Regions from separate parts of the Mus musculus genome. Here region 1 is linked to region 2. A link is a contact called in public promoter capture Hi-C data. All regions are on one chromosome and are shown on one strand. The core of a region is the stretch at or near the end of the contact, and the rest is flanking DNA. Distances in the headings are between cores, read along the strand shown.

Evidence for each region. Promoter capture Hi-C pulls out the DNA fragments that hold promoters and counts their contacts.
Region 1: a promoter capture Hi-C map of liver shows a contact between it and region 2, with 2.9 times the contacts expected there. The contact joins the promoter of Maats1 here to the promoter of Parp9 in region 2. A contact is called at or near these places in 3 of 39 promoter capture datasets (liver and pre-B cells).

What each region holds. Positions count from the first base shown.
Region 1 is chr16:38,339,666-38,343,127 of GRCm38.p6, forward strand. Maats1 (MYCBP-associated, testis expressed 1) reads right to left here and starts at 2,195. Exons shown (of 17, transcript NM_001081025.1): 1 at 1,992-2,195. The coding sequence starts at 2,112.
Region 2 is chr16:35,936,437-35,939,918 of GRCm38.p6, forward strand. Parp9 (poly (ADP-ribose) polymerase family, member 9) reads left to right here and starts at 2,034. Exons shown (of 11, transcript NM_030253.3): 1 at 2,034-2,624. It overlaps Dtx3l (deltex 3-like, E3 ubiquitin ligase), which reads right to left and starts at 2,591. Exons shown (of 5, transcript NM_001013371.2): 1 at 2,258-2,591; 2 at 1-191. The coding sequence starts at 2,441.

The DNA.
Region 1 (3,462 bases), core at 945-3,444, 2.4 Mb after region 2:
AGTAGATTTTTCTCAGGGGACACACATACCCTGGCTGAACATTTATTAGATTTATTTCATAAGACAGACGCAAGAAAAAACAAAGTAGACCACTGGACAGAACATGTGTGGTGGTTTGAATAAGTATGGCCTCCATAGGTTCATGTGTTTGAATGCTTGGCACATGGGGAGTGGAATTATTCTGAGGTGTGGCCCAGTTGGAGTAGGTATGGCCTTATTGAAGGAAGTTTTGTCAGTTTGTAGGTGGGCTTTGAGGTCCTCTATGCTCAAGCTCCACCCAGTGTGACACAGAGTCTCTCCCTGTAGCCTGTGGATCAGCATGTATATATAACTCTCAGCTCTGTCCCCAGCATCATATCAGCCTGGATGCTGCCATGCTTCCCGCCATGACAATGATGGACTAAACCTCTGAACTGTAAGCCAGCCTCAGTGAAATGTTTTCCTTTTAAGAGTTGTCCTGGTCATGGTGTCTGTTCACAGCAATAAGATCCTAAGATGGAAGTGTTGTACTGGCTAGTTTTGTGTGTCAATTTGAGTTTAGAGTCATCAGAGAGGAAAGGGCGTCAGTTCAGAAAATGCCTCCATGAGATCCAGACGTAAGGCCTTTTCTCAATTAGTGATCAGTAGGGGAGGGCCCATCCCATGGTAGGTGGTGCCATTTCTGGGCTGGTGGTCCTGTGTTCTATAAGAAAGGAGGCTGAGCAAGCCATGGAGGGCAAGCCATGAAGAGCAAGCCACAGAGAGCAAGCAACAATATCCAAGGCCTCTGCATCAGCTCCTGCCTCCAGTTTCCTGCTCTGCTTGAGTTCCTGTCCTGGCTTCCTTTGGTGATGAACAGCAATGTAGAAGTGTAAGCTAAATAAACCCTTTCCCTCCCAACTTGCTTTTTGATCATGATGTTTTGTCCCAGCAATAGAAAAGCTAACTAAGAGAGCATGCAGTCGGTAATTACACAGCCCAATCCAAGAAAACAGGTTTTCAGAAGAGATTCTGGAGATCCAAAGGAAATACCATAAGGCTGAAAATTATGCAGGGCTCAGGTGACAGCCTGTTTCTACAGAGGGAAAAAATCAGAAAAAGAAAGCATCGTGCTTAAATGGTTGCACTTGTTGTGGTATAAATCCAGTAGTCTAGTTAACACTTTTATACATAATACTGTGTACAGTATTGTAATAGGCTCAAGAGGATGACAGACATGTGTGAACCAGAACTTAAGGTCTGGAGAGGAAGACCACAAATGGAAAATCAGGGCATAACATAAACCGGAATTTAATTGGTCCTAGGGGAATGGGTGCACTGAGTTTATCAACAATGTTTTGATTAACAGAAGGTTGGAGAAAGAGGGGAGGAGGAAGAGGAGGAAACCACTGAAAACAAACATGAAGCCAACTGGAACCTCTTTACCCAGAACCCCAAATTTGGATTTGTCAGAACCTGGGGCAGGAAAATCACTATCACTTTCACTGGACATGTGTGTTTGAATGCATTGCGTGCCTCTCCAGCTCTGCAAATCACTTCACACTTTCTTTCTTTCTTTCTTTCTTTTTTTTTTTTTTTTTTTTTTTTTTTGGTTTTTTTCAAGACAGGGTTTCTCTGTGTAGCCCTGGTTGTCCTGGAACTCACTTTGTAGACCAGGCTGGCCTCGCACTCAGAAATTCACCTGCCTCTGCCTCCCAAGTGCTGGGATTAAAGGCATGCACCACCCGGCTCACTTCACACTTTTATGAATGTGCACCTGAATGATTGAAACCAGACTAGGTTTCAGGAAGATTAAATTATCAGAGGGAAAAGGGGTGACCCCCGTCTGGCACTTGGAGAAGCTGCGCACACCTGTGGCTTCCGAAGTGCTGCAGAGCGCGTGGCCCACAGCGTACTTGGGACTTAGGGCTCCCACCTGTGCGGTCCAGAGCCAGAGGGTTTGTCCTGGAGCTTGTTTTTTAGCACACCCTACCAGGTTACATTAGCTCCCAGGAGGAGTGGGCAGTCCTTACCGTACAGGTAATCGTACGTTCGATTGGCGAATCCGCCCTTGGCCCTCCGCACCTCTCTGCATTGATACGGAATCCTCTGATCATTGGGCCTGGGTTCCTGGATGGTCACTGTCTGGCTCATGGTGCTGCCTTTTTCCCTCCCGCCAGCAGAAAAACAGCTATGGGAGGCTTGGTAGCTGTGTACACCGTAGCTATGGCAACCGCAGAAGCACGCAGGGATAAGGGGCGGGGCGAGTTTCAGGAGGCGGGGAGGCGGGGCGGAGAAGTGAAAGGGCAGGGGGAAAGGCTCTGGGGGCAGTTTGAAGAGGCAGAAAGGAGCGACAGAGTAGATTTTGGGATACAGGGTGAACAAACCTGGCAGAATGAAGAGGCAAGACGTGGGGCGACCTGAGGAGCTGGGTACTGGAAGGGAATAGTCAAGAGAAAGGGAAAATCTAGCATGGAAAGAAGCAGGGCCAGGAAGAAGAGGCTAAGGGATAGGGATTCTGCCCAATAGAGCTGACGTCAGATGCTGGGGAAAGGGCTACTTGAGAAAACCAAGAGCTATTTGCTAGTGACCGCCCTTGCCGCCAGTATCTTCTAGAAATCCATGGGAAATCTCTTCACCTGCTAGAATTGGGTACTTTCATTTCTTCTTTTCCTTTCCCTTTCCTTTTCCTTCTTTTCTTTCTTTCTTTCTTTCTTTCTTTCTTTCTTTCTTTCTTTCTTTCTTTCTTTCTTTCTTTCTCCTTCCTTCCTTTCTTCCTTTCTTTCTTTCTTTCCTTCTTTCTTTTTGGTTTTTCGAGACAGGGTTTCTCTGTGTAGCTCTGGCTATCCTGGAACTCACTTTGTAGACCAGGCTGTCCTCGAACTCAGAAATCCCGCCTGCCTCTGCCTCCCAAATGCTGGGATTAAAGGCGTGCACCACCAAGCCTGGCGGTACTTTCATTTCTGAAAGCCTCTTTCCACAAGGTGGAGAAATCCAAGTTCCTGTGTGTTGGGCCTTGGAGCAGTATAAAAGCGGACATTGGCTTCTGTAATAGGAACTCTATCTCCAGGCTGCTGCTCTTGGTATTATGGTGCATGCGTAGTCTCTGCTTTAAATAGATAAATAAATAAATAAATCCTGCAATGAAAACTAGAGAGGCAGAAATGGGTCAGCTTTTGCCCATGATCCATTCTTCTTTTAAAAAGAAATTTCATAGTATCATTTTACCTTAAAATTAGCCAACGCCTCGAACTAATATTGTTCATTTATTTATTCATTCATTATTTTTGTGGCATTGGGAATTGAATTTAGGGTCTCACATATGCTATAAGCACTCTACTACTGAGATACACACTAGTCCAAAATAATCTCGCTATTATCACTAACAAAGTTAATTCTAATCTTTTTTTTTAAGATTTATTTATTATTATATGTAAGTACACTGTAGCTGTCTTCAGACACCCCAGAAGAAGGCATCAGATCTCATTAGGGATGGTTGTGAGA
Region 2 (3,482 bases), core at 784-3,283:
ACAAAGTGCTTCATCCAGAGACCCCGTCAAGGACGGAGGTCTGGAGCTTGGTGTCTCCACTGGCTGTGTCAAGGATGGGAGTCTGGGTCTCAGGTCCTCTACTGGCTTTTTAGTAGTTTCCAGGACAATGGTCACAGGTTTGTTATGGACCAACATCTCGTGTTCGCTCTTTTTCAACACTTTCTCCTTATCTTCAGGGGAGACATTAAACATACACATTCACACAGAAATAAGAGAGAATTTACATAGCTGATCCTCAGTATCCCTGTAGGTTGATTCTAGAAACGTCTGAGCATGCTACCTCCAGAGATGTCCCTAATAAGCTTAGGACTTTCACATAAGCTACCCATGTTCTCACATATGCTTTTTAGTTGTTCATTTTTTTGTTTTGTTTTATTTTTTGTTTTTGAGACCTTAGGTAGTCCTGGCTGTCCTGAAACTCCTGGTGTAGACCAGGGTGGCCTTGAACTCACAGAGATCTGCCTGCCCCTGCCTCCAGAGTGCTACAATTAAAGGCATGTGCCACTACTATAAATGCATTGGTTCGCCTTCCATAGACTTTATTTGAATAAACCATAGGGTATGGGACTGTTGTGTAAATTTTCTCAAGACTGAAACATTCCACCCTGCAAAGAAGTTCCTTAAGCAAGAAGGTAAACAACTCAAAATAGCTTCAGGAAATCCCAGAAACTGACCAGACTCATAGGCCCCTCCCTGAATGAATAAACAATAGAGACTGTTGGGAAGAGTCCTCCTGAGACTCCCAGAACAGAGCTGCTGTGAGGACTCATTAAAGGTCTGCATAGGAGACTCTTAGACAAAACAAGCTGTGAAGAAAACTTAAACCACCAGAGAAGCTGCCTGCAGGAAGTGAACTCTAAGCTCCACTTAGGAGGAAGTTTAGACCAACTGAGCCACCTGGAAAGAACACTCCCTAACCTATTGAGCTGCCTGTAGGTGTGCAGTGAGCTCCAGGTTCCCAGCTTTGTGAGCTGTCACCCATGCTAGGTGGGCTTTGGTGATGCAGTTGCCTTTGAGTCGTTTCCCATATTCCTGTAAGTAAATCCAATAACCAATACCAATGCAATAAGTAATGCATTGGTTCACCAAGTTGGCCCTTGGTGGTATCTGTTGTAGGCTCCTGGTCAAATGCATACAGAGGACCTGAACAGTTATTTCTGGCATTCTGGAATAGCAGGCTGGTGATAGGAGAAGCTAATCAGAACTCTAAAGAAGGGAGCTTAAGTTTTAGCATAGGAATATAATTTGGTTATTAGAAATCACATTTCTAGTCTGGGCATGCTGGTACACACTCACAATCTAGCACTTAAATGGTAGTGGTAGGGGTAGGGGTATTATGAGTTCAAGGCCAACCAATGGCACATGGCAAGATCCTGTCTCAAAGGGGTGGTGGTGGGGAAACCTATGTTTTGTAATGGTTTTGAATCTCTCATTTCAATGACATTGAATAATGGTTATTGTATAGTTAAATGGTGAAACCCCCGGCCCCCCAAAAGAAACAAGATCAAAAAGTTTAGAATGTATATTCATTTGCTGACTCTCAGAAAAGAATGCATGAAAATGCCCCCATTGAGGACATTAGTGTGGCACCACCTGCCTTTAATCCCAGTAGAGGAAGGAGGATCTCTGCGAGTTTGAGGTCAGCCTATGGAGCTAGTTCCAGGACAGACAAGGATACAAGGAATAACCCTGTCTCTAAAATCAACCAAACACACACACACACACACACACACACACACACACACACACACACACACCAAAAACCAAAACCAAAACCAAACCAAACCCCACCAAACTATCTTCAGATAATTTTTCTTTGACTTTCCTCTTTAAAGTCATATATTACTTTTGTAGTCCTTAAAAATAAGTCAACGGAATCTTTATTTACAACATTAAAATGGCTTGGAGTCGAGATCGGTGGTGGAGCACTTGCCTAGCGTGCACAAGGTTCTGGATTTCCTCCTCAATCCCAACCCCCACACTTTGTTTCTTCTCTCAACTGGGTCTGCTGGGAAATTCTCAGATGGAGTCGAACCGCGACCTCATCAGCGGCTGGACTCATACGAGGCTCTCTCCGCCACTGTGGGATGGAGGGAGTCTGTGGACCGCACTCTCCCACAGACAGAGAGCCACACTCGCGTGGGCTCTCGTCGGAAGCATGCAGGGATCGGTTTGGAAACCTGCTGGTTCTACCCTTGCACCCGAGCCTTGCCCTGTTTCCCCTGCCCCGGCTCACCTGCTTTTTTTAGGAACTTCACCTCGTAGGTGTCCGGGGCGCTGGGGCCCACGGGCTGGACAGAGCACTCCCCACCTCCCGAGGCCCGGCTCTGGAAGTATATCTCGAGCTTCCTGTGCGCCTTGGGGATGGACTCCCGCAGCCGTACGAGTAGCGGGGACGGCGGGTCGGGACTGGAAGCCATGGCTATCCGCGTCTGGCTCGTTTGGGGCTCAGGGGCGCTGCACAGACAGGGAAGAGCAAAGGCGAGCCCTGCCCTAAAGACCCGAGAGGCAAAGTTTCAGTTTCGATTCCCCAGAAGGTCCCTCCTTGTTCTCCGCAGAGCCGCCGCCTGTCTTGCTCTGCCATCTCTCAGAGCCATCACCCGGTGAGTAGTTCGCACGCTCGGCGGTGGGCGCTCAGAGGAAGTTTCCCTACGGTGGCAGGTCGCCCTTCTATTCTTGCAGGATCGGAAGTTTGGCGGGAACCCGGATCCCAGGTTCAGGCCTCTCAAGGGTGGAGCGGAATAGAGGGGTAAAGAGTTTCACCTGTTTGTACTTTTTGAAATGATTGTTGTAACTAGTATTTACTGAGATGCGGTTCTGATTTCAAGTGGAGAGAGTTTACCTGCTTGGTGACCTGTACTTTTCCTGTTAGCTGGGCACCTTAGGGATTTTCTGCTCGAGGGCCTTAAGTTAGCGAATAGCACAGATCGGCTTGCTTCCCTGAGTCCCTAGAGAGGGAGGTAACGAGGAACTGAGCACAGAAGCAGTCAGTACCTGTGAACAAAGCAAAAGCCAAAGAGCAGGTTTCAAGAGGTATCTTAAGGGGTTGGGGGAGGGGAGGAAAGTATTCTAGGCTGGGACAGCAGTAGCCTAAAGTCCAGAGGGCTGGGTTCCAGGCCAGGGAGAGGAAGAGGAAGGGTCTGTAAGATCTATAGCGTCAACAGAAATAAAGTGGGGATTATGTGTGTTAATTCTAAAGGTTAACACCATAGTTTAGCTCATAGGTGATGGTTAATCTTGGTTGTCATTTTGACTGCGTCTGGAATCAGCTAAAACCCCAGCTAGCTGGGTAGTGCTTGTGAGCGATTTTCTTGATTGGGTCTTTTGAGACTGGAAGACCCGCCCTAAATCTGGGTCACGCGTCCTGGTAGCAGCCTATATAAAAGGACAAGGAAAAAGGAAGTTTTGCTTTTGGCCTGCTTGCCTCAAGACAGACAAGTGCACCCCAAAGCAACCTCTCA